Regions from separate parts of the Mus musculus genome. Here all the other regions are linked to region 2. Evidence: chromatin contacts called from public ChIA-PET and HiChIP or PLAC-seq data. All regions are on one chromosome and are shown on one strand. Each heading gives the region's core, a stretch centred on a gene start, on an enhancer-like site or on the middle of the called end of the contact. The rest is flanking DNA. Distances are from core to core; before and after follow the strand shown. Region 1 overlaps Foxo3 (forkhead box O3). Region 2 overlaps Armc2 (armadillo repeat containing 2). Region 3 overlaps Foxo3 (forkhead box O3). Region 4 overlaps Cep57l1 (centrosomal protein 57-like 1).

The links. ChIA-PET counts read pairs in DNA pulled down with a chosen protein or histone mark. HiChIP or PLAC-seq counts read pairs in DNA pulled down with a chosen protein or histone mark.
Region 1: an RNA polymerase II ChIA-PET map of memory CD8 T cells shows a contact between it and region 2, with 30 read pairs. The contact joins two enhancer-like sites. A contact is called at or near these places in 2 of 484 Hi-C or Micro-C datasets (bone marrow-derived macrophages and nephron progenitors) and 7 of 115 datasets of contacts at active chromatin or transcription factors (bone marrow-derived macrophages, embryonic stem cells, fibro-adipogenic progenitors and 4 more).
Region 3: a contact with region 2 is called in a BATF HiChIP or PLAC-seq map of CD8 T cells, with 9 read pairs. The contact joins two enhancer-like sites. A contact is called at or near these places in 1 of 39 promoter capture datasets (the C10 cell line), 15 of 484 Hi-C or Micro-C datasets (the HPC-5 cell line, cardiomyocytes, cerebral cortex and 7 more), 6 of 115 datasets of contacts at active chromatin or transcription factors (CD8 T cells, the HPC-7 cell line, cardiomyocytes and 3 more) and 1 of 9 other capture datasets (adipose tissue).
Region 4: an RNA polymerase II ChIA-PET map of effector CD8 T cells shows a contact between it and region 2, with 7 read pairs. The contact joins two enhancer-like sites. A contact is called at or near these places in 1 of 484 Hi-C or Micro-C datasets (embryonic stem cells), 3 of 115 datasets of contacts at active chromatin or transcription factors (effector CD8 T cells, embryonic stem cells and memory CD8 T cells) and 2 of 9 other capture datasets (liver and pancreatic islet).

The regions. Positions count from the first base shown.
Region 1 is chr10:42,216,635-42,222,556 of GRCm38.p6, reverse strand. All of the region lies in intron 2 of Foxo3 (forkhead box O3), which reads left to right. Among named protein-coding and RNA genes, the nearest start is that of Gm38485, 55 kb to the left of the region's middle. Within about 2 kb of position 2,381, at least 103 of the 459 cell types and tissues checked have an H3K27ac peak or open chromatin away from gene starts, as enhancers often do. A contact at or near this core is called in memory CD8 T cells, where this site is marked.
Region 2 is chr10:41,974,775-41,980,754 of GRCm38.p6, reverse strand. It overlaps Armc2 (armadillo repeat containing 2), which reads left to right. Exons shown (of 18, transcript NM_001034858.3): 6 at 158-234; 7 at 5,298-5,396. Gm33058 (a long non-coding RNA gene) reads right to left here. Exons shown (of 3, transcript XR_380266.3): 3 at 5,690-5,980. Among named protein-coding and RNA genes, the nearest start is that of Gm33058, 19 kb to the right of the region's middle. Within about 2 kb of position 1,719, at least 78 of the 459 cell types and tissues checked have an H3K27ac peak or open chromatin away from gene starts, as enhancers often do. A contact at or near this core is called in CD8 T cells, effector CD8 T cells and memory CD8 T cells, where this site is marked.
Region 3 is chr10:42,190,418-42,196,636 of GRCm38.p6, reverse strand. Foxo3 (forkhead box O3) reads left to right here. Exons shown (of 4, transcript NM_001376967.1): 3 at 1-171. The coding sequence ends at 136. Among named protein-coding and RNA genes, the nearest start is that of Gm38485, 81 kb to the left of the region's middle. Within about 2 kb of position 3,421, at least 52 of the 459 cell types and tissues checked have an H3K27ac peak or open chromatin away from gene starts, as enhancers often do. A contact at or near this core is called in CD8 T cells and effector CD8 T cells, where this site is marked.
Region 4 is chr10:41,747,958-41,753,976 of GRCm38.p6, reverse strand. All of the region lies in intron 2 of Cep57l1 (centrosomal protein 57-like 1), which reads left to right. The region is part of intron 1 of BC048559 (cDNA sequence BC048559); the gene reads right to left. Among named protein-coding and RNA genes, the nearest start is that of BC048559, 4.2 kb to the right of the region's middle. Within about 2 kb of position 1,711, at least 76 of the 459 cell types and tissues checked have an H3K27ac peak or open chromatin away from gene starts, as enhancers often do. A contact at or near this core is called in effector CD8 T cells and memory CD8 T cells, where this site is marked.

The sequences.
Region 1 (5,922 bases), core at 1,132-3,631, 240 kb before region 2:
CTGTTTTCTTGTGGGGATTATGTTTCTCTCTCACCTGAATTTCCTGAAACTGGAAATGAATCCTGGGAGCTCGATTGCATTGAGGTCCAGCCTTTTTAAGTACAGTGTGTGTGTGCCCCATTGTGTCACAACAACAGGAAAAACCTCCTTATTAAATAAATAGAAGTAACGTATTCCTGGGCACTGAGCTTGAAGCGCTGGTGCTGGGCTCCCGGCACGACAGAGAGGAGTCAACTCTAGTCTTAGCTGCCTGGAGTTGCTTTTTTGGAAGTAAATCCTGATGGGCAGCCTGACAGAGGGACAGTAACTACAGGGACAGTGACTCACAAGTTAACTCTCCAGAGCCAGCGGTTGCCTGTGAAGCCTGAGGAGGGAGGTTAGCAGTCTGAAAAAGTCTCAGAAATGGCCTTTCCCAGATTAACGTGCTCCTGCTTTCCTGCACGGCGTTTTATCACAGTCTGTGAAAAATCCTCTCTTAACCCAGTTAGAACGGGCCCTCAGAGCTCTGTAGCTTCCCATGTCTGAGCGAGGCTAGCCATTCTCGCCCACTGACCCTGTTGCCCCCGACTGAGCCTTCTGATAGAGTGTCCAGGGAGGCAGGAGCTCCTGGGGGCGGGACACCCAGCACCTTTCTTTTGGAGTAACCTTGGCTTGGACAGGGGTTCTCCATTTCACCAGGACGGACGCTGGAACTTTAAAGTGGCCGTCAGCTGGGAACACCTCTGACATGGGATGTTAGCGTGGTAGCATCATTAGCTGGGGACTTAAACATAGGAGGAGAGTCCTGTCATAAATGCATCACCCGCTGAGCACGATGTTCAGTGGGGTCCAGGTTAATACGTGCTGTGTGCTCTGTGCCCACGTACACCGAGTGGAGGGATAGTGAGCAGTTACAGTGCGGGTTGCCATGGTTAAGGAAACAGAGGTAATCACAGTGAATGATCCTGAGCCCAGCTTTGTAAGAAACTGATTCAAGTGCAAGACATAGGGGGAGAGGAGGAATTTGTCCGATTAGCTGACTTTAAAAAAAAAAGATTGTATGTTTACTGTAGACAAGATAGTATTTAAGGTCTGTAGAGCCTAGGAGATGCTGAGAAAACTGTTTCTACAGTAAAAGCTAGAACGTATTAGGGTAGCAGACAGTGTGTTTGCTGCCTGAAGGTCACATACTTGCGTCATTACAAGTCTGCCCCCGTTGTGTGTGTGTAGCACAATGCACTCTTTGATGCCGGGTGCCGCACTCTCATGTGGAGGACAGTCACGTGCTGCGTTTTCTTCTTTCAGACATTAAGAACATGATCGGTTCTCAGTTTCCAGTTTTAAATGGCTGGTGAGGGGGAGATTACCTAATGAATGGCCTTTGTCTATACCTTTGTGCTATTTTTTTGCTTTTCTTACTATACAGGAGTCAGTTTGGTTGCAACCTCTTAAAAGGAAAGTTGAATCTCCTAGATCTGGGGACCAGCTGCTCAGAGCAGACTGCAGACCCTTCCCTCTGACTGGGCCACTCACGTTTTTAATCACACAGGAGTTTTGACTACTAGGACAGAAGCCTGTGACTTCGTTACATACCACTGGAGTAGGCTCTACTGCTAGGTTGCTCACATTGCTCTGCTTATTTGACCTTAGGAAATAATGTCACCCCTGTGTTTGAGTTTCTTCCTCAATAACGTTAGTTAATAGTGTAGAATAAGACATGGAGAAAATGAAACAGTAGCAACTTACACTGCAAGTCCATGTACAGGCACAGTGAGGTTATAAGGATGGATGGGTGCTGGAAAGGCTGTTCTTCCAGGTGATAAGAGGATATTGCCCCAGGTGACTCAGGATTCCAGAGATAAGACTGAGCTGAGGGGTAAGGAAGTGGTGACCTCATGCCAGCCAAAGCCCCCGAGACGCACAGGAGGAGCTGTGCGGAGGGAGGACCTCGAAAGGGCAGGACCTGTCTGCTCATTTCCTGAACTGTCCCCAGGGTGGTTGAGGTTAAGGCCCAGGCTTTGCTTCCTTTCCATTTTGGCTTCTCTTTAGAGAAACAGCCAGCTCTGGTGTGTGTGTGTGTGTGTGTGTGTGTGTGTGTGTGTGTGTGTGTGGGTGTGTGTGTCTGTGTGGGGGTGGGTGGGTGTGGGTGGGGGTGGGTGGGTGTGAGTGGGGGTGGTGTGTGTGTATGTGGTGTGTGTGGGTGGGTGTGAGTGTGTGTGGTGTGTGTGTACATGGTGTGGGTGGGTGTGTGTAGGCTGCCTCTACAGTGTGATGGGCACCTTCTTCCGTCCCCTGGTTTCTGACAAGGAATACATTCCCTGTGCCATGTCTCATTCTCTGTGTGACTTAATGCACTTGCAGGTGTTGGGTGCATCAAGCACCACCCACTGCACACGATCAAGCGAGCTTCATCCTGTCAAGTGATCAAGCGAGCGGGGGAATGCAGACATGAGCTAGGCTCGGCTGTCCTTTCACTACACCTTTCCAGAGAAGCTTTAAAGAGGAGAAGTTTGGGTGGGGACACACACACAGCATGCTTGCCCCATAGGCTCAATATTGCTCTCTGATCATAGCCCCTCCCCGTGTTGGGACGGCCTGGGGTCAGGGGATAGAGAGTACATTAAGCCCCCTAAGACCTTGTGTCTTTATTTGACTTTATTGGAAATTTTTTACTTATTTTTTAGTTATGTGTATGTGTGTATCTACATGTGAGTATGTGCCCATGTACACATACATGTAGACGTTACCTGTAGATTTCGCATGTAGATAGTACGTATAAGTGAGTGCAGGTACCTATGGAAGCCTCAGGCGACATATCCCCTTGGAGCTAGGGTTACAGGCGGCATGAGCTGCTCAGTGGGGGTGCTTCCAACTGGACATGAGGTGTGTGATACGTTGCATTCTGAGAAAGAAGTGGACTAACCCAGCCCAGCCTTTTTATCACTGCATGTTGGGAGGTGGCCTCCTTGGTTAGACATGTATGGACATCTCTGGAAAGTTTCAGGAGGAGGGCTAGAGTAAGAGTACGACCTGATGATGATACCGTTCCTTGATGAAACCCAGGAAGCTGAATCTGCTCAGACGGGAAGCCCCTCCCCCACCCCCATTGAGCCTCACATTTCACACTGCCCCTGTTCCCAGCCTTGTACTCCCTGAAAGAGTTTGAGAACTTACAGAGCCTAGGCACCCTGGTAACTCTTCAGTGTCCTGGACATTTGGAGTTGAACCACTGAGTGTGAGTCACATGCTGAGAATGAGCAGAGTCGGGGTTCTGAGTGTCGCATAGGCTCTGAGGTTTCCCCCAGCGGAAGTATTTATTGTTGTACCACATTACATGCATAACAGCTTATGTTCTGTTGCCTGTTTTTAAATGTATTTAACGTGTGTGAGTGTTGTCTGCATGCATGTTGTGCCTGTATCATGAGCGTGTCTGGTGTTCCCCACAGGCCAGAAGAAGGCCTTAGAAGGCATTAGATCCCCTGGAAGTGGACTTACAGATAGTTGTGAGCCACCACATGGCTTCTGGGAACTGAGCACAGGTCCTCTGCTAGAGCAGCCAGGGCTTGCTCTTAACCACTCAGCCTCTCTTTTAGGTGTGATGCGTGCCCTGGGGACATGAAGCATAGATTCTCGAGGTTCCTCTGGGTGAGCAGTGCAGGACACAAGAGGAAAACTGAGTCTGGAGCGAGCACAGGGCTGGTCCTGGCTGATGGTACAAGCTTGTGATTCCAGCATGTAGGAGGCAGAGGTGTGGGCCTGTAGGTCCAAGGCTAAGCTGGAGAGCAGAATGAGTTCTAGGCCTGCCGGGGCTGTATGATGAGACTGGAAGAAGAAGAGCCACAAAAACAAACAAAAAACCCTAAATCTAGCCCTTGATTCTCTTCCCCAGAATAGGAGGTGAGCAAAGCTAGTTAATAATCAAATGTGGGACTGGCCTCTCAACATTATTATGCATGTACACACAAAAATCACAACTTGTGTAGGTTATCACACGTAATCAAAACTCCTGATGTCGTGTATAGAATTGAGATTTTGACTCTACCTGAGGGTTTGTTCCTGCTGTCGTGCTTATACGCACCCCAATCATTCATCTTCCCCTAGGCCTAATATTGTCTTCGTTTTCTCCTCACTCCAATTGATTATAATGTTAAAAATTTGTTGTGTAGTTCAGAAGTTATCAGAAATAGCGTTCTGACATTTTTATGAGTATGGTACAATTTTATTTTCTAAGCAAAGATATGTTCAGGGTAAAAGCAGTGACACAGGACAGATTATATTTGAAATGTATGAGGTTAACACAGTGAAGAGACAAAATGGTAAAATGGTTAAGTTGGGGAGCTGTCTCCCGGGTCTCAGGATCCCACCCACATAAATGCTGGGTGTGGTGATGTGTGGCTGAAACCCAGGGTTGGGGAAGTGGAGACAGGCAGGTCGCTGGAGCTCTCTGGCCAGCCAGTCTAGCCTAATTGGTGTGTGCACTCCAGGTCAATAATAGACTCTGACTTCAAAAAGAAATAGATCGCGTGCCTACGGATGACACGCAAGGCTGCCATCCTCTGACTGCCATGTGCACATGTGTACGCATCTACACATACACACGTCATTAAGAAGTGGCATATGAGTACATTTTACCTGTTTTTCCACGTTCTTGGCTATGTCGGGCTGCACATGCTTCTGTCATGCTTGGCACACATGCACATGGCATCTGTAGATATGTAAGGCAGGAGTGGAGAGGAATGTGGGATGGGTGGGTAATTCAGATGTGGTCCTTCTGAGAAACCCCACAGGCTCTTGGAGGGACCTGTGATAGAAGACTGGCATTTGGGATACCCTGGACCTTCTGTTCCTATTTTATTGACCCAAAACCTTTCCACTTTCTTTGCTCTGTGTTTTAAGTCTTACTGAAGACTGAGAAAACGTTTCTAGTGATGAATATAAAGTTTGAAAATTAGTGGTATAGAGAGGAATACCTATTGGGGCACAGGTAGGACCATGGAGCTGTCCGGGCCACTTTGATAGTCAGAATTCCCAGTGTCCTCCATCTGAAATGACAAATCTGAGCTAGGGACAGTCAAAAGCTACTTAAGGCTCCTGTGTTTTAGAATTCTTATTCGGGAGCTGCAGACCCCAGCACTTAGCTGGAGGGCAGCAGAGGGCCCAGGAAGCATCCTGCTGGAGTGTCCTGTCTCTTTAACTCTGTTTGTTATTGTGTGTCATGTAGACAAGAAACAAGAGGATCCAACAGCCAGTGCGTGGCTTTTTAAAGGGTGATTAGTTGTTTTTAGATTAGGGGTTCAGACTCTTCATAGAGAGAAGACGGCAATCCTCTCTTCCTGTAGTTACCCTGGAGTTCCTGCTGAGCAGACCAACACAGCCAGCAGAAAAGGGCACTACAGCCTGGCTGATGCATTAGGTATGTTCAGTTCCATAGACCATCAGGAACCCTGGCCTCACACATCAGTGGTATCTGGATGACCTCAGCTCCCACCTGAATATAATCTATACAGGAAGCCTGACCTGAAGGCTGTGTCGGGCCCTGCTTCTCCAAATCCTGCTCCTTTCACGTGTAGTATGTCTCTTCCCACCCCTCCTGGGGAGGGAAGCAGGAACTCCCAGTGGCTGTCATATGGCATTAGCTTTTTGACTTTTGGAACAGGCTTTCACCTCTAGATATATAAAGTCTATGGCAGTAGTATCAAGCAAGCCAGCATTCTGTTGGTCACGAGCATGTTGGAATGAAATGGGTTTTCAGTCAGTGTATATCAGGTTTGTCTGACTCTCACGTGACTCATTACAGTTGTGACTGTGGGCGTTTCCTCCATACCACCTTTTGCCCTTCTGCGAATCTCTTTTGGCCGTACGTTCTTATGACAAGTAAGTACTTCACACAGCTCTGCGCTGGCACCATTCTAGGTATTGCGACTGATGTCACTGACCTAGAAG
Region 2 (5,980 bases), core at 470-2,969:
AAATCTTAGGAGGCAAAGGCAGGTGACAGCAGACAAATGGGCACCAAACCCATCTCTTAAACTAGTCTCTGTAGTTTCTTCCAAGCCTGACATGAACAAATTGCAGTTTATAAAAATGAAAATACTTCTGTGTCTCATCCATTGCTCTTCCTCCTAGGGACCCTGGGAAACGGCGTGCCAGGGCCTCCTCGTGCCCTAGCAGCTCAGACCTGAGCAGGAAGGAAACCAGGGCAGGTGAGTGTGCCTCTCTGCCCTCAGCATCATAGCAGATGAGAGTGCCTCTCCTCCTTCAGCATCCAGAGCAGGTGAGAGTGCCTCTCCTCCTTCAGCATCCAGAGCAGGTGAGTGTGCCTCTCCGCCTTCAGCATCCAGAGCAGGTGAGTGTGCCTCTCCGCCTTCAGCATCCTTCATTCTCAAGATCTTTGTGCTGTTAAACAGTGTGACTTGTTTTTCAAAGACAAATGTTAGGTGGAAGTCAAGGAGAGTCTAGAGTGCCACACCGAGCCCTTAGTAACTCTGTTCGACAACTTCAGGAACTGGATCCAACTTGCTCAGAAACCATTTGTTTTCTAAGTTTTCATTTTTCACTGCCGTCTTAAACCAGTATCCAGGTCTGCTGCCTTCAATGTAGACAGAAACTCACAGAAATTATAGCTTGAAGGTATCTGGAGGGTTTGTGTGCAGATTTAATATCAGTGTAAATCTAAACTTAAGTTCAAAAGCATTGCCCACTTAAATGAAGAAGGTTTTAATTCTTCAAGATTTTTTGTTTTTTGTTTTTGTCTTTAAAATAAAGAAAAAGATACAAATGTGGCACATTGTTAACATTGGACCAAACTAGTCAGGGTAGGACAGCTGTCTGTTACATTAAATGAAACTATATTATGAAAGCCCTTTAGGGACTTTATTCTGCCTGAGGAAATATGAAATAATACAGACCAATGGTTAGAAATGGTGCAAAGTCAGGCAGTGAGAAAAATGAGCCAGGGAACATTTGTTACACTATACCACTGTAACATTGTAACACTGTAACATTGTAACACTGTAACATTGTAACATTGACTGTACAACACAAGCAGCAGGTGAAACCTTAAGTTGTGGAAACAAGAGTTAGGGAGCTCTGTGTCACACCTAGAAAAACAAACATGCTGTCACCCCCATTTCAAAGGCTGGTGACCCCCCCCCCCATGGGGAAGGATCTAGATAAGGCAGGCATAAGAAGGTTTTAAGCCTTCAAGGTTTTTGTTGTTGTTGTTGTCTTTAAAATAAAAAGATACAAACGTAGCACATTATTAGCATTGAACCAAACTATTCAGGGTAGGACAGTGTCTGTTATATTCTTCATAGTTTTTTTTTTTCATTTCACACAAAAGTTTATGTCGGGCTCTATGAGTACACATCTATAATCTGAACATTTTGGAAACAGAGACAGGGTTATGAATTGCAGGCCATTCTGAGCTACAGTAAGACCTTGTCTCAACAAAAATAAAAAATGATGATAAATGATATCAATCTAGCACCGTGTAAAAGATGTTATCTTCAAACTAGCCCCTCACCAGTAAGGAGACAGTTAGTGGTCACCTGCAATGTATCTAGAACTCAGGAGAATCTAAGCCTTCCAATTCCCTAGACAACATTGTTGCTAAGGGGTTTACGTTTGCATGCTAAAAACACCAGCCAATGCTAACAATGTATCAAGCTGTTGGGTCCAAAGCTGAAAGCTGTGGTTAACAGCTATAACCACGGAGACAGCAGAATCTTCAAAAACAGGCAGTATTTCTTGCCTGACTTACCCAATTTTCCTGTTGAATCATTATTTTTATATTTAGCAAGCAGTGAACCTAGATGAAAGTCCTTTTTAAAATTTGAAGTTGTTCCCCAAGACTGGGCCACACTGTGTGTTTGTAGACATGCTTCAGTTTCTAGAATTCACTGGGGATAGGGTATGGAATGGAGGTGATGGGGGCAGTGAGGACCACATGGGGATACAGAAGCAAGGCCATAGCAAGACACAACCACATTAGTGGGGATTCCTGGGAGACGACCGAGAAGAAATTCTTATACCACAGTGTTTAGCTAACTTCTCAAAATGAGTCTGAGAAGTCTCAGAAGGGTCTGGAGGTAACTAAACTTGGGTGATTTCTGACTCATCTTGATAATCATTTCTTCCTGGGGGGAGCATGTTGACTGATTTCACTCTTCCTGGGGAACTAGTTGATCGCTCAGCTTTACATTGAAAAGCACACTGTGTAGGGGTTTCGTTTTGGTTTTTTGTTTTTTTTTTAAGACCACATGGATTTAAAGCCTGAATTTCTAGTAATTTGGGGTTTTGATGTGTTAGAGCAGGTTCCTACTCCAATAGATGATGCCACAGCTCAATGTCAGAGTCTTTTTCTCGAACCCTTTACCATATTTTTTGAGATGGTCTCTCGTTGGACATGGAGCCACATTCTGGCCACACTGAGCTGGTCAGTGAGCTCGCAGGATCTGCCTGTTTCTGCTCCTCTGCTCTGGGGTTACAGCACCATGCCTGGCTTCTTTTATATGTGCTGGGGATCCAAGCCTGGGTCCTGAAGCTTGCAGCAGCAGGTGCCTTACCCACCGAGCCATCTCCCCAACCTGCTTTCTAGCAAATTTAAGTGTTTCCTATATATGTCAAGGAAATTGACTGTTGTTGACTTAACAACTTCTGGCTTTTTGTTTGCCTTCTTCAATACTGAGTCTGTTCATATCCTTTGGCCTCTAAGTGGATTAATTACCTAGGACTATGAGCGGCGGTCTTCTTATACTGCGTGGCTATTTGTATTTACTTTTAGAATTACATGCTTGTTTGTTTTGTTTGTTTAATGTGAGTACATGGTTGCTCTCTTCAGACACACCAGAAGAGGGCATCGGATCCCATAGCAGATGCTTGTGAGCCACCATGTGGTTGCTGGGAACTGAACTCAGGACCTCTGGAAGAGCAGTCAGGGCTCTTAACCGCTGAGCCATCTCTCCAGCCCCATGTGCATGTTTTATCCAGTTCAAGCACACTCAAAAATCCAAAAAGCAGAGATGATGGTCTACAGTCTTTTGTCTGCCATTCTGAAAACCTCAACATCCCAAACGTTGAAATAGCTCTAGTGGCAATGGCAGATCCGACCAGAGCTGTAGTGTTGGCCCCTCTAGTGTGAGCGTTCACGTGTTACGCTGGAGGGTGGTGCTCCGAAGTCCCTGTTGTGAACACTGCTTTCATTCTGAGATCCAGGCATTTCTGAAGCCTGCACCACACCTGGCCCAAAAGTTTGGAAAAGGAACTCTGGGCCTGCACTCAAGACTAATTCTGTGCTAAAGACAATTCAATTTTGTTTTATGATGAAGTCTTGCTGATAGGTCTGCACAGATTAGCCGGTCTTGCTGTTTTGCCTACATTGTATCCTTACCATTTAAACACAGTTTAGTTGTTGAGACTTCCCTGTTTGCATTTGGTGCTCCTGAGTGTCCCCAGGTTCAGCCTGCCAGGCCTCCATTGGCAGTAAGAAGGTTTGATAAAAGGCAAGCTTAGACTCGCAATAGCCAGTAGACATTCCTGAAAAGCAGCGGTGGGTCCTGAGCATTGGGAGGAAGGTGATAATTGTACAGCTTCCCTGATTCTCTCAGGAGTTATCGGCCCTGTGTGGGGAAAGGTTCGTATTTGGAGGCTTGGAGATTAATTTCAGACACCGCTGAGTTCAAATAGATTTTTTAAACACATGCTATTGTGCGTTATACACTGACTTCTCTTCAGCTTATACAGACAAGGGAGAAGAGTTCACTGGATTTTTAAAAGACTTATTTTTAATTATTTGTATGTGTGTATATCTGTGCGGGGGTATGTGTATGCGCAATTGCCAAGAAGACACAATGAATAAATCAAAAGTTGTGAAAAACATAAGTGAATTTAAAGATGATTGTGTGTGTAGAATCTCTTCATTGCTCCTATGATTTTTCAATATTTCATATACGTTTTTGTGGTACCAGGCAAGGGGCTCAGGAGGCAGACGTTAGAGGAGGAAGTCTGAAGAAGGCCTGCAAGTAGCACTGCCCCCTCCAACTCTTGAGATATGTCTGAGTAAAGTAGAATCATGATTTGCCATCTTCCCTATACAATCTGTTTTCTACAGTGTTGCCTTTCATATTGGTTTGCAGTGGAACTGAATGATAAGAGCGGTGGATAATTTAATAGCCCTAGATTCTGCCTGGACTCCACTCTCTCCATCTTCAGAAGCACAATGAAACAGGAGCCTGTAGTCCTGGGAGGCTGAGACAGGAGAATCACTCTGGGTTCAGGGCTAGCTTGGGCTACATGGTGGGTTCTAGGACAGAGTGAGACCTTGATGTGGGGGCAGGGAGAGGAAGAAAGGACGCAGATTGCCTCTGTTCTGCCTCTTGGGTGTGGTCAATGGCAGCATCACCACCTAGAGTGTGTGCAGCATCTGGTCTTGGTGGCACCATGGCAACACACATCAGCCATTACCTATTTGCTTGGTCAGGGAAAAGAGGTTCACAAAATCCTTACCATTGCTAGCTAGGTGTGTGGCCCTCGAGCAGAGCTTTGCCTCTATCCTGACACCTAAATTTCACAGTCCTAAAAGCAAATGTTCTCTTCTTTGCTGATGAGGAAACTGGGGCCTGGAAATGTCCTAAGCTCAACAGATAAAAGTCACCCTGCATATCAATAATAGAGTTGGGGTGGGGAAACCAAGACATTTTCCTCTACCTCTTGGGAAAGCACTGGTCTTGCTCTACTTGCTCCATATCGTGTCTATCCTAAAAGGGCTAAGATTTTTATTAAGGATTTTTAGCTTTTAATCTTTATATATGTGTCTGTATATATAGGTATGTGTGTGAATATATGTATACACACACACACACACACACACATATATATATATACTACATATGTATATACACACATATGTATGTATACACACACACACACACACACACGTGTGTGTGTGTGTGTGTGTATAGCTGTCTATTGTATGTTACAGAGAGAAGTTTTTAAGTAAAGAAACAACTCAAAGCAGTTTGCTGGTTTCCCATGGCCAGCAGCCTTTTCAAAGCTCTCTGCTCTATGAAGCCCTCCAACCCCGCCTATAAGTTCTGGCTCTTTGAAATAACTCATCCTAGTTTCACTTGGGGTGGTTTCTTGGGCCTGGGGGCAAAGCGAGACTGGATTCTGTGTTCATTTTAGTGATGCACAGGAAAGGCTTTTGCATGTGCCCTGTTCCAAGTCCCTCTCTCAATGCCTTTTCCTTCTCTGCATTTCTTTGCAGCCTCCAGAGCTAGCTCACAGGAACAGGAGACAGACACAGAAGTAGATGAAGTCTTCTGGAAAGCACGGATTGTTCCCATTTTGCATGAATTAGAAAACGGTAAAACAACAGTTCTTGTTTTAAATAAAAGCTTGGCATTTATTTGCGTGCTCCCCACTACCCTGATATTTTCAGTTGTATTTTGAATGTTATCGCTGGGGATATGTTGGAAAACAAAGAATGTTTTGGGTTTACTTACCCTGTAGATGTGTATAGTAAATAGTATATAAACCAAATTATTAATAAATACAATTACACTTGGACTAGCACTCCAAAGGGTCACAATGAGGCATTGCTATGAGGGTATAGGGCTCTTCTGAGAGAACTTTACCCTTTTTTTTTTTTTTCAGAATTCATCTGGACTCTTGGTCAGAACCACAGAGTAAGCCCCGTAATTAGTACCATGTGCACAGTGGGCCATCATGCACATAGTGGGCCCTTAGTAGGACTCTTAGACACATGAGCAGCATGGCAGAACTGGCTGATGCTCCACTAGATGCAGGGGAGAAGCATCCTTACAGCCAGCAAGTAGGGAGCTGATGCAGGACACCTGCTTCCTGAGTGCCCAGTGCTTGCCATCTCAGTTCCATGCTGTAGCCAGGCTGTGCCCACTGGGTGGGCCTTCGAGATGGTGCTCTCCATGG
Region 3 (6,219 bases), core at 2,172-4,671, 210 kb before region 2:
TAGTGAACTCATGGATGCTGACGGGTTGGATTTTAACTTTGACTCCCTCATCTCCACACAGAACGTTGTTGGTTTGAATGTGGGGAACTTCACTGGTGCTAAGCAGGCCTCATCTCAAAGCTGGGTACCAGGCTGAAGGATCACTGAGGAAAGGGGAAATGGGCAAAGCAGGTTAGTGCGCCACAATGCAATGGGAAAGCATCGCCGGTGGGCGGGGCGGGGGGGGGGCGGGGGAATGGGGGGGGTGACTCCTATCCTGACAGCGCATGCAGCAGTCAGGACTCCCAGCCGGTTCATCAGAGTTTTACCTGTAAACAAGACAGGGCTCACAGCTGTCAGTAATAAAAAGAACACCCAAATATTCAAAAAGCTCACTCTTTATGTCCTCTGTTGTCACTATGAGGCAGGTTCTCCTACCCTCTGTGTGTGGGTGGATAAGAGAAGGAAAGGGGAGGAAGGTCAAAGGTCACAGGGAAACACACCAGCCCGAGGAGTTTCTTAAAAAGGCTCACATCTAGCGCTGGTTTAATCTCTTGTGTGATGGTTCTTCACCCCCTAGGAAAGTAGTGTTTTGCGCTAGGAAAGTGTTAATGGCATGTTCTTAGATCACTACCTCGTTGATAGCAGAGACCCTTTGCAGAAAGGACACGAGAGATTGTGGGAAGAGTTTAGAACCAGCTGGTGCTGTGATGTCAAAAGCAATGGACTTGGGCAGTTGGGACACACCTATAGTCCCAGCACTTGCAGGTGGCGAGGCTACATAGTGAGGCCCTGAAGGTCCAGTCAGCTCCTGAGTGTCTGTCTGTCTGTCTGTCTCTCTTTCTCTCTCTCTGTTTATACAGTGGGATTAGTGGTCCTACCAGTCCATAGAGCTACTGTAAGAGTCAGATGCACAGAAGAGTGTGAAAGAGTTTTGTAAAACTTCACCAGGTCGGACGTACCAAGGGCAGTTGAGTGAGTGTACTGACTGACAGATGAGCAAGCCGGGAACCACAGAGGTTAAATACTTTGCCCAGGTCACACAGTTTGTCCCAGAGACTACACGTCTTAAGTGGCTTGATTCCTATTTTCTGTAAATGGTTTTTTAAAAGGCACTGTGGACTGAGCCAGCCTGAACTCTTCTCCTGCCTTGGGGAGGGGAGGCTGGCTGTTTATGCCAGCTGGTTTGTCTCAGTGTGGCTTCACATACCCGGGGTTGAAAGGCTCTGCACCCTCAGCTCCCATTTTCTTCTGTTTTTAATTTCAATCTCAGCAAGCTGCTTACCTCCTCCTTCAAGCTGCACAAAAGAGAAAAGGAACCCAGAGCCCTAAGCCCCACCCAGCCTTGTTAGCCCTCCTCCCTGGTGCAGGCATCATAAGGGTCTGCTAGAGCAAGCGAGCGCCTGAGCTCACTGAAGCCCTCCTGGTAGCTGTCCAGGGGAGTGTCAGAGCATCCCTGGGCTAAGCATCTCAATGTTCCCAGGCCCAAGAGGGCTCCTGGTGGACGCCCAGACCTCGCTGTAGTCCTTAGTAGCTTGGAGCCAGGAGAAGACCATAGTGAAAGCTGAGTAGCATGACCTTGCCAGCCGGTTACTCCCGGACCTGTTGGGTCATGGCGATTGACTTTAGAGATGTAGGTACATTCTGAGGTTTATCTCCAGTGAGGAAGACTGTGGTTGTGGTTTCTGACATGAGAATGTTGAATTTGTCATTGTAAGTAGAGACCACTTCCCTGTTCACCAAACCTGCGAAAATGTCCTATCAGCTTTTGTCTGTTTCAGTTGGATGTTCCTGGTTAAACAGCATGCTGTGTGTGTGTGTGTGTGTGTGTGTGTGTGTGTGTGTTGGTGTTGTGTTTATCAAAGTTATATGGAAATCTATTAAGGGAGATTTAAATATATAATAGCCTTCAATTTTATTAGTGCTAAACTTAGCACTAATAAACTTAGCTTGTTTCCACTTTATTAAAGGCAGACTCTCAGCCTCACCTTCCCTGACGAGTGTCCCCAGCCCCAGAGCCCCATCCTTCTGGTTTGCCGCTGCCTTGGTATTTCTCCAGACTGGTTTGCAGTGTGCTGACCCAAGGTCATGTGGCCCCATTGAGGCTAAAAGGAGCAGCCCTGGCCAGGTGACATTTTACTGAAGAACCTCTGTGACAGGCTCTGGAGATCTGGGAGTCTGATGTGTAGCTGTGTGTTGGTAGCGTCACGTCCTGGGTGGGTAGCGCCCCATCCTTCACCCATGCTTGTGGACTTTTCCATGTACAGGAGCGGGAGACGGGACTTGGTGGCTGTAGTCTGGGCTTTCAGTGAGCCCTCTTAAGCTTGACAAGACCCATGCCGGATGACTTAGCATGCCTTAGCATGCTGGAATTTCTTGGTCATCCCTGCCTACAATCTCACTGTTACACATTTTCCACTTGTTTTTACTATGAGCATAAAAATAAGGTCCTGCTACTTCAGGAGCTCCAAAGGTCAAAGGTCAGGCTGAACTCAGATGCCAGCTTCTTGTTAACTATCCAGCAAGACCTCTCCTTTAGTTCGTGCCTGTCTTCAAGGGCCAGTTTCTCAGATGAGCACCCACCTCAGCACATTGTCTCTGGGCTCTACTCTGAGGGGACCTGCAGGTGAAAACACCTCTGCAGCTCACCCAGAGTTGCACAGGGTCCCTGTGGCGGAAAAACTGAGCTTCGCAGATGGGTCTGTGGGATGGTGTCCTGCTATTTGTCTCTGAGTCTCTCCAGGCTTACTTACACAGAGGGACAAACGTTTACACCTCCCCTGCAGAGCCCCCCTTTTGTAAGAACGTGTGGGGCACGATGTTTTCTCCCATGATCCCGTAATCTCATGGCAGACCACAGTCAGCCTTACACTGTTTGCAGAAGGCAGCTGCTTTCCTTGACAACCAACTCTAGTTTAGGTTTCTTTTCATGCCTTCTGGGGCTTTGCACTCAAAGTCCTGCTTGCCATTTGGGGAGTACACATTAGAGAGGCTGTCAAAGAGAGATTCTGCCGCATGGGCTGGTAAGGTTTGGAGCCTTACCAAAGTGTTCCTTTAGCATCTCTGAAGCTGGGCAGTGGTGGCACACGCCTTTATTTAATCCCAGCACTTGGGAGGCAGAGGCAGGCGAATTTCTGAGTTCACTACAAAGTGAGTTCCAGGACAGCCAGGACTATAACAGAGAAACTCTGTTTCAAAAAACCAAAAGAAAAAAGAAAGAAAGCATCTCTGAAGGGGGCTGCGGTCGGGCTTCACTGTGGGAGAAGCCTTGCCTCCCATTGTTTCGGAAGCCAGAGCCAACCTGAGCTATTCCACTGTTGTAGGAAAGAAACCTGGCTCTTCCGTCCTGACAGGCACCCACGGTCTGACCTCTAAGGGCTGGTGGTCGCTTGTTTTGCATAACACGAAGACAGGAAATCCAGTCACCATGCTGTGGCTCTGGCAAGCCTCAGTTGGGTGAACATCTGAAAGGTCAGGCTGTCTTCGAGGTGTTGCCCCAGTGCTAAGCACTGCTCTGTAGACTGAGGAACTGCTGGGCTACAAGAGTCTGGTCTGCTTTTATCTCCTCCCCTCCCAGCAAGAGACATGACCCTCACTCTAACCCCAGATCTTCTGTTTGTTTAGTGACCTCTTAAGCCTATGGTGTTCATTTGTTGAAGGGCAAGAGTCTTTGGTCATGATGTCTCCGGGTAATGCCAGTGTTTGTAGAGAACAGGCTCTAATTGTCAGTCTCTGTTTGATTGAAGGTTTCTGTGCTCCTGCCGTGTCCCCCTTTGCCTCCTCCCCCTCCCCCCTCCCCTGTCCCATTCTTTCACCCTCTTCCTAGTGAAAGGATTCTAGCCCATACATTTTCTTTCTTTTTTTTTTCCAGCTAAATATTTATCTCTGGAGTATTTGATTTGGTTCCTTAGGGAAGTTAATGGCCAAGGAGACCCCCAGCCAGAGGCACTCTTACACTTAGGTTCGAAGTCAAAATCCTAACTCACTCTTTGGGGCCTCTAGTAAAGAACATGGCCCAGAGGCTCACTGGAGCATCCGTTGATCTTTTGTATGTTTGGAAATGATCAGAAAGCCGTGCAGACCAACAGTCATAAATAGTCAAAAATGTGCTGATGGGCCTGTTAGGTGGTGGAAGTAGAACGCTAGCTGTCGCTGAGTGCCGTGGCCAGTGGAGTTCCCTTCAGGCTGCTCTGCAGTGCAGGGGGGCACAGAGGTGGGCTCCACGGGAAGGCAGAGTGTGGGCAAAGCTCTCCGCCTGAGGAGACCCAGCATCCGGTCCGTCCTTCCTGCTCACTCTGGTTTCCCTCCTCGCTGGGCTTTGGCCCTCATCTGTTTCACCCTGTCTATGTCTTGATCCTACTTTAGAGATGGATGTGTAGTTTGAACTCTGGAATCTGAAGAACTGATTTTTGTTCTGTTGGAAAATTAGTCTCTCAAGATCCAACGTATATATCTAAAATAGGAAAGAGGACTTTGGTGAACCGTCTTCTGTGCCTGGGACCCGGCCCCTCAGTGAGGTGGTGTCTCCACTCCACCCACCTTCAGGAGGCCGTGAGTGTCTCACCCTGCATGCTGTCATAATTCACCCCACCTCACCCCAGGGTCACACCCGGGCAAGGTAAATAGGAACTATTCAGGTCATGGCTTAGGTCTGTGAACATTTCTTCAAGGCTCCAGTTCTCTTCTGTAGATGGTGGATCTCTTCCTGTGACAGCAGCATGAGACTGAGTAGCAAGACCTTTAATGGTGGGATTTGAGGGCTTTATATGGTGGGCTGTACAGAAACACAGGAAGACTGATTCCATGGGTGAGAGTCTGTTGAATGTTTATATGCGCCTTTTACTCAGTTTCATCTTACAAGAAACAGGAGTTTTCTTCCTGGAAGCATTATCAGTCTGCACTTGTGCTCCGCAAGCAGAAGGCTCTGCTGGGTGCCGGAGGTCCTAGAACCTGCAGCATCTGGGGATTGCAGTGAGCAGGGAGGAAAGTAGGGGCCGGCCACTCAAAGAGCCTGGCTCCTTCACTTAGCTAAGGCTTCATGCGAACCTGTTTTGTTTTGTGTTGTGTTTTTACTTTAAGCTCTCTTTGGGAACACTGTCTTTCAGTCACAAGGATTTGTGCTCTCGAGAGCAAACTCTGTGCCTAAGGCGATGCTCCTGAAGTAGCGAGTGTTCCCGGCACTCACCGTTGTGAAGACTGTCCCGCTTTCAAGGAATTCAGTGTTGGGATCTCAGAGTGTGGGTAGGCATCCTGGGCACTTGATGTTTGTGCCAGATGTAAGGCACAGGTGGAGAACATCTGGGGAAGGCAGAGTGAAGGGCTGTGCGGTGGCTCACCTGGATAGGAGGAGAGTAGGCTGGGCGGAGCGTCCCCAAGGTGACCCCCAGGAGAGAGTGGTGGAGAGAGTGGAGGATCCCGCAGGTCTTTGCCAATTAAACTTTGGGGTACAATAGTTGAGGGTGATTAACTCCTACAACCACCACATCCTCTCAGAAAGTAGTTCCTTTTGGTTGGTTGATTTGGGTTTTGCTGGTGGTGTTTGTGTTTGAGACAGGATCTCACTATGTAGGTGGCCTAAAACATGCAGTGTAGACCAGGCTATCCTTGAACTCACATGATCTGCCTTCCACTGTCCCCTAGTACTGGGATTAAAGGCATGTGTCACCACACTTGGCAAAAGTGTTTCTTTTAAAAGACCAGAATCCCAACTTGGCATATTATTCTATGAGTCGGAAGCGTCTAAGAGTCAAGAGCATATGCAGTCTACAGTTTTGCCATCCTGTCTGCACGGAGAGGTTCTTGCCGTCCCTCAAGGCAGAGACAGGCAGTCCTCTGCTCTCTTTAGCCTCAGTGATTCCTGCCACAGCTCTCTGTCCTCAGCTGTGAAGTTTGAAGATTGCTGCTTCTCTCAGTTTCCCTGCATTTTGTCAGCTCAGCACAGAGGCTAGCCAACGGGACAGGCAGACAAATCTAGGCGTCAAAGTGTCCTGGAAACCAGAAGCTCTTGAGGTGCTCTGTCTTCTCAGCCAGGCCTGGAAGCTTTCCCTGACACCTGGAAAGCTCCAGCGTGCTGAGGAGTAGAGCACATCACAGTCCAGCCCAACATGTCACCAGTCTCACTGCAAGCTGTGCTTTCTGTCTTTCAGTGTGTAGAGATCGGTGCCTTTCCCATGGTTAACAACACTTATCTGTCTGTGTCCTGGTTCAGCCACCTGAACTCAATAAGCCAACTATCAGAGA
Region 4 (6,019 bases), core at 462-2,961, 230 kb after region 2:
CAAGCAATATACAAATTAGATAGAAATTTCTCTGGCAAAAATATGGGAAAATACTGTATAAAAACTTGTAGAATATTTTTTTAATAGCATGACTGAATTGGCACCAAAGTAAGAGAACAATATGACTGTCCAGATAATAAGAAAGTGCATCTGCACAGGGCAGGTGAGCCCTGTCTGCTGCTGAAGGTGTCTTCTGGTCCTTCGAGGCTCAGATCGTGGGCTTTAAGAGGAAGCTGCTTGCATGGCAAAGAGAAGCCTTATTCTTGGCTGAGTCAGAAGTTCAAACCTGACAGTATACAGAAAGGATGCCTAAAGTGTCAAACATTGCATGGATGGTTTATGAAAATAACCAGCTCTTGAGACCAACTTCAGACCCGCATGCACTCCCATGTTTATCCCTGGCTTTACAATGAGTACACCTGTAGCTGTAAAGGGTTGCACCACTTGGCTCCCAGTGGGTCGAATGCATGCAGGCGCGTACACACACACACACATACACCATCTAATTTTTGACATGTGTGACTAGCTCAAAGGCTGGGCACTCCTAAACCTTCCCTTAATAGCAAATGACCTCCTGCAGTATTCCTGAGACTCCTAAACTTCCGCCTGTCACCCTAATCCCCGAATTGGCCACTTTCCTGCATTCTTACATGGCTTGTTGGCTTTCTCTCCTGCAGCTCTTATGTCCCATCCTTCTCCCCCAAGTCTTCCTTCTCCTCCCTCCCCCACCTCTCGCCCTAGCCCATGCAAATCTAAGGGTCTTGCCCCATATCCCTTTGCCCAGCCATTGGCCGCTGGTATCTTTATTAATCGATCAAAAACCAATCGGGGACAAGGACCTTCAGCATTTGGACATGCAGATTCCCAATTTGAGGACCAGGTTATTTCAAAGCATTGGAACCAATCCCCAATATAGACCTGTCCTGAGAACTTCCCATCACAGCCCTTGCTGTGTCTGAATTTGTGCCCAGCCTCCCACCCCCACCCCCAAGGTCTCCACCTAAAAGTTTGTTTTAATGGGGTTTGGGTATTGCAGAGACCTATCGGGAATGAGCATAAATCACCTTTGCAGAAGAGTCTTTTTTGTGTGTGACGTAGGAAGTCAGAGCAAGGGCTTTCACATGGTAGGAAGCACTCCACCATTGAGCGACATTCCCAGAATGATTTAAACATGAACTTCAAAGAATTCCTCAGTTCTATGAAATTAATTGAAAACCAAGAATTCTACAATAAGGCTCACTGGTGGAGTACCAGTTAGGGATGTGCAAGGCCTGGCTGTAATGCAAAAAATGAAGACATATGAAATGGAAATTCCAAGATGCACTGTGATCACACCTGTAATCCCTGCTCTCCGGAGGCTGAGGAGGGAGGCTCTTAAGTTCATGATCTGGGTGCTTTGAGCAAGACCCACTCACAAAAACGAAATCGCTGACCATAAATTAACCAGCCACTGCAAACAGGTAGCAGACCCCACACATGACAGAGATTGAGTTCTCAAATTATCAAAGAAAAGTAAGTTTGTCGAGAGACTTTTCTGTAAGAATATGCTGCTAGCAAGCTACTTTTAGAATGACGGCTTTGCTTCTGTTTACCATTCCAGAGGACAGAGCCCACCAAGGTCGGGGGGGCAAGGCGGCTGGAGCTTGAGGCCCACCCAGCAGTTAGGAACAGGAAGTAGAACAGGAAGTGTGGCTAGGCGCTCCTCTCAAAGCCCGCCCCCAGTGATTACCTCCTAAAAGTTAGAGCATTCTTGGCTTGCTGGAGAGTGAGTGACTGAGACTCAAACTCAGCAACCTCTAAGAAAGTGAAGTCATGTCCAGTGAGATTAGAGAAAAACCGTCCTGTTCCGCCTGCCTCTGCAGGGAGTTTGGCTGCGCTTCCCACAGAGCTGACTCAGACGCTGAGGCAGGTGCTGGGCTTCAAGGAAGCAGAGACGCCACTCCCAGAGTGGAAGTGCAGGCTGAGGTATGAGAAGGCCGAAGCTGACTTCTGGGCCCCCGGAAATCAGGAACAAAGTATTGGGGGTCCACAGGGCCTCAATGGGGCTGGGACTGGGGGCACCCAAACTCATGGGCATCTGGGTGTCACTGAGTCTCGAGGAGTTGGGAACAGAGTCAGGGGCCTGCGGGCTGAGGACAGCATCTAGTCTGGGGTGGGGACCAAGGGGAGCTCTGGTTTAACTCAGCAGTGATTGTCCTTAGCTTTGTGGTGGTTGTGGCTTGAAGCGCAGAGAAGCCTTCTACAGGAGAATTAAGCGCGGTAGTCAAATGCCTTCTTCATGGCTCCCCACGGCAGATCTTGATGAAAGAGACAGTCCACTGTTCTAAGCTGTTTATTGACGACTGCTCATCGTGGAAAATGGATACATACCGTACCATGCCAACTTCTCGGGTGGACCCGAGATTAAATACCTTTTGCTGGGAGATAGAATGTCTGGAAAGGGAAGCTTATTGGCTAAACCCTCAGGGCCTGTAGGTACTTCATTAGCATGGAGAACTCTGTTCTGTGCCTACATGACCACAGATCAAGCTTCCTTATGTGTCGAGTGCGACTTGTATTCCAGGCCTGGAATCTGGCAGGGAGCGGTGGAGTTGCCTAAATCTCAGGTATATGTCCACCAGGTCTCTGGGTCTCAGACCCACTCTACCTTACCAAGCTTCTTGTCATGGTTTTACCATCCCACAGAGAAGCAATAGTCAAAATCAGTGACAGCTGGGACATTTCTCACACTGATGTAGGAAGGTTTTAGAAGATAAATAAATCCCAAATAGGGCTATGGAAAAAGAGAGTCACACCTAAACACACCATGACAGTTACTGCAAAGCTACAATAGTCCCCAGAGAGACAGCCAGCCAGCCATGCTGGGAAGGTGGAAGATAGAGAGAGCATCATAGTGCTTCCAACCCAGAACCAGACAGCAGCGTTACCTTTCTTCTTAAGACTGCTCAAGACTTACATTATTTTCCATTTGTATGTATGTGTGTATGTACAGGAATGTAGGTGGAGGCCATAGAGGCCAGAAGAACATAGCTGATCCCATGGACTTAGAGTTCCAGGGGGTTGGGAGCCATCTGATGTTTAAGTGCTGGGAACAGAACTCAGATCTTTTGCAGTACAGCAAGTGCTCTTAAAAGCTGAGCCATCTCTCCAGCTCCTGCACAATTAACTTTTAAAAGAATGTAAGAGAGATATTATGATGCAAAAATTAATAAAATTTGCCCTAATGCTAACTAATCTGGACTTTAAGATGCAGACTTTATGAAGGAGGAATGTAGATGCAGCAAGGAATGGTGAGGAGGCACGGTGGCTGGGCTTGGAGTGACAGGAAGCCGGCCCCGTCATGGAGGTGCAGTGTTCAGAGTATTCTTGGGACCAGCCACCACAGAAGGGAGGGAGGGAGGGAGGGAAGCAAGCAAGCAAGCAGGAAATGTGAATTTCAGAGTGGAGTGAAGTGTCAGGAAAGATTTCACAGGTCCCCCTGGGTTCTGGAGCTGAGGCTGTCCTTCAGGTACGTTATGTTAACGTTATGCTCATGTTATGTTGGAGCAAGAGGGGCCTGATACAGAGTCCCCAGAGCAGACAAGGCAACAATGGAAACAAATGCCATAAATGCCAAGTTGTTTAAGTGAAAAATGTATAAGTCCATTTATGTAAAGTTTAAAATCCATGAATACCAATACAGTAAAGGTGTGTGCCAGTGTACTACAGTGTTCCTTTAGCTATATGTATTGTATACAATTTTACTTTTATGTGTATGGGTTTGCCTGTGTGTATGTCTGTACACCATGTGTGTACCTGGTATCCTCAGAGGCCAGACGAGGGAGTCAGAGCCCTGGAGCTGTGGTTACAGTTCCCTGTCATGTGGATTCCGGGACCTGAACCCAGGTCTCTGAAAAAGCAGTCAGTGCTCTTAACTGCTGAGCCATCTCTATAGCCCTGTAAGCACAAATTGTGTCTTATAAAATCAAATTCTAAGATACTAAGAAGAAACCTGTTGATTACTCTTGTTTTCTTTTTGTGGTAGGGTCTTGATGCATAGCCCGCACTGACTTAAAAGTCACAATGCTATTACAGAAGAACTAAGTTTAGTTCCTAGAACCCACATCAGGCCGCACACAGCCATCTGTGTATCTATCTCTATAGGTGCCATGCCTCCTTCTGGTCTCTGAAGGCACCCACAGATACATATATATACATACATACATACATACATACATATGAATAAAAATAAAAGAAATATTAAAAAATTTTTGACTCTTTTAGGTCTTTGGATTATGCCTTAATATTTCTGGTTTTCTTGGTTTTACTGTACATGTTTATGTACCTAAAGAGTGTAAACAGAGGGGCTGAAGTCTTGGCTCAGTGGTTAAGCCTGCTTGCTAGTGCTCTCGTGGACCACCTGGGTGCAGATCCCAGCACCCACCATTTGGATTCTGGTTGTAGGGGATCGCACACCATCTGGCCTCTGATGGCACTGCATCAAATGGCACACCCACGTGTATACATGCAGGAAAAGCTCTCCTGTCCATAGCATAAAAACAACCTCTAAAAGAATGTAAATACAAAAATACAAGTGGCACCATATGGATTGGGCTACTTGTAATTTTAGAAGTTTACTTTTCCAAAGTGTATGTATGTAGAGAGACAGAAATACATACCCCAGAGTTTGGGGGGCAGGGGAATGGGAGGGGAGAAAGAGAAACAGAGAGAGAGAGAGAGGGAGAGAGAGAGAGAACGAGAGCATGTGCATGCCCAGTTCGCCTCTAGCCTTAACTTGCTAGTTGAGGATGTCCTTAAGCTGCTGATCCTCCTGCCTCTGCCTCCCAAGTGCTAGGATTACAGGTGTGAGCCACCGTGCCCAGCAAGCTACATTAACTTTATAGAAGCCAGGGATGCTGAATAATTTCCTTATATGCTCACAAGTTGTCACAAATGGTTCTAGACATAATGGTTTCCCTAGTCTTAATACAAATGAGACCCACGTTGCCCCTACTTGCATATTTCTACAAAATTCACTAGGTTCCCTTGGTGCCTTTCACGGCTGGAGTCTATTGTGTGTTGTTCTCTTGTTCAATATTTTTAAAATACATATATGTGTGGGTATATGCAAATGAATGCAGGTATGTGAGGGGCCAGAGGTGTTGGATCCCTCTGGAGCAGGAGTTACAGGTAGTTGTTTATAGGGTGCCCATTGTGGGTGCTGGAAACAGAACTCTTATCCTCTTCAGGAGCAGTATTTTAATGGCTGAGCCATCTCCCTGGTGTCTAAGGTCCTTTTAGTGATGCTAGGTAGCTCTGCCCTTTGCCATACAAAATGCTTTTCCATTGTTTTCAGAAACTTCTCATAGAGATACTTGTGAATATGTCGCTTATAGGTGCATCTTCCCACTCTCCCTACCTCGCCTTGCTTCTCTTCCCTCACTCTTCCTCTTTCCTTAGGTCCCATGAACTAGAGAAGGTTAGAATGACCTGACTATATGCAGTTCAGAGCCACACCTTTCCCTAACCAAGTAGGGCTTTGGCTTTTAGGTGAGACTTTGTAGTTGTTTGTCTTCCACCAGAGAGTTTTCCTCCTAGGATTGCTCAGCTGTTTCTGTAAACAAACAGCTGCTAGGTATGTGTGCTTGATTACAGCACAGGAGCACGTTGTAAGCAAGAACCCACACTACAGTGGGAACTTGTCAACCAGAGCCTGTTGTGTTGTGCTGACAAAATACTGAGGTCATCAGTTTATCAGGAAAGATGGCTGGGCCTGATGGTGCTTGCCCGTAATTAACCTGACCTACATAACAGTTTTAGACCAGTCATTGCTACGTAGTGAGATGACTAGGGATTGGGGATGGGTGGTTGGGGGAGTGGGGTATCATGGCTCATGGTTTCTGTGTGGTTGGCTAGCTATCCCTAGCTAGCATTGAAAGATAGCATTGCATAGAAGTCACATTGCAGAGGAGGCCCGTTAGTAACAGCTGAAAACAGAAAGAGGACAGGCAGCTTGTCATCACCTTGGAAGTGGGCCCTA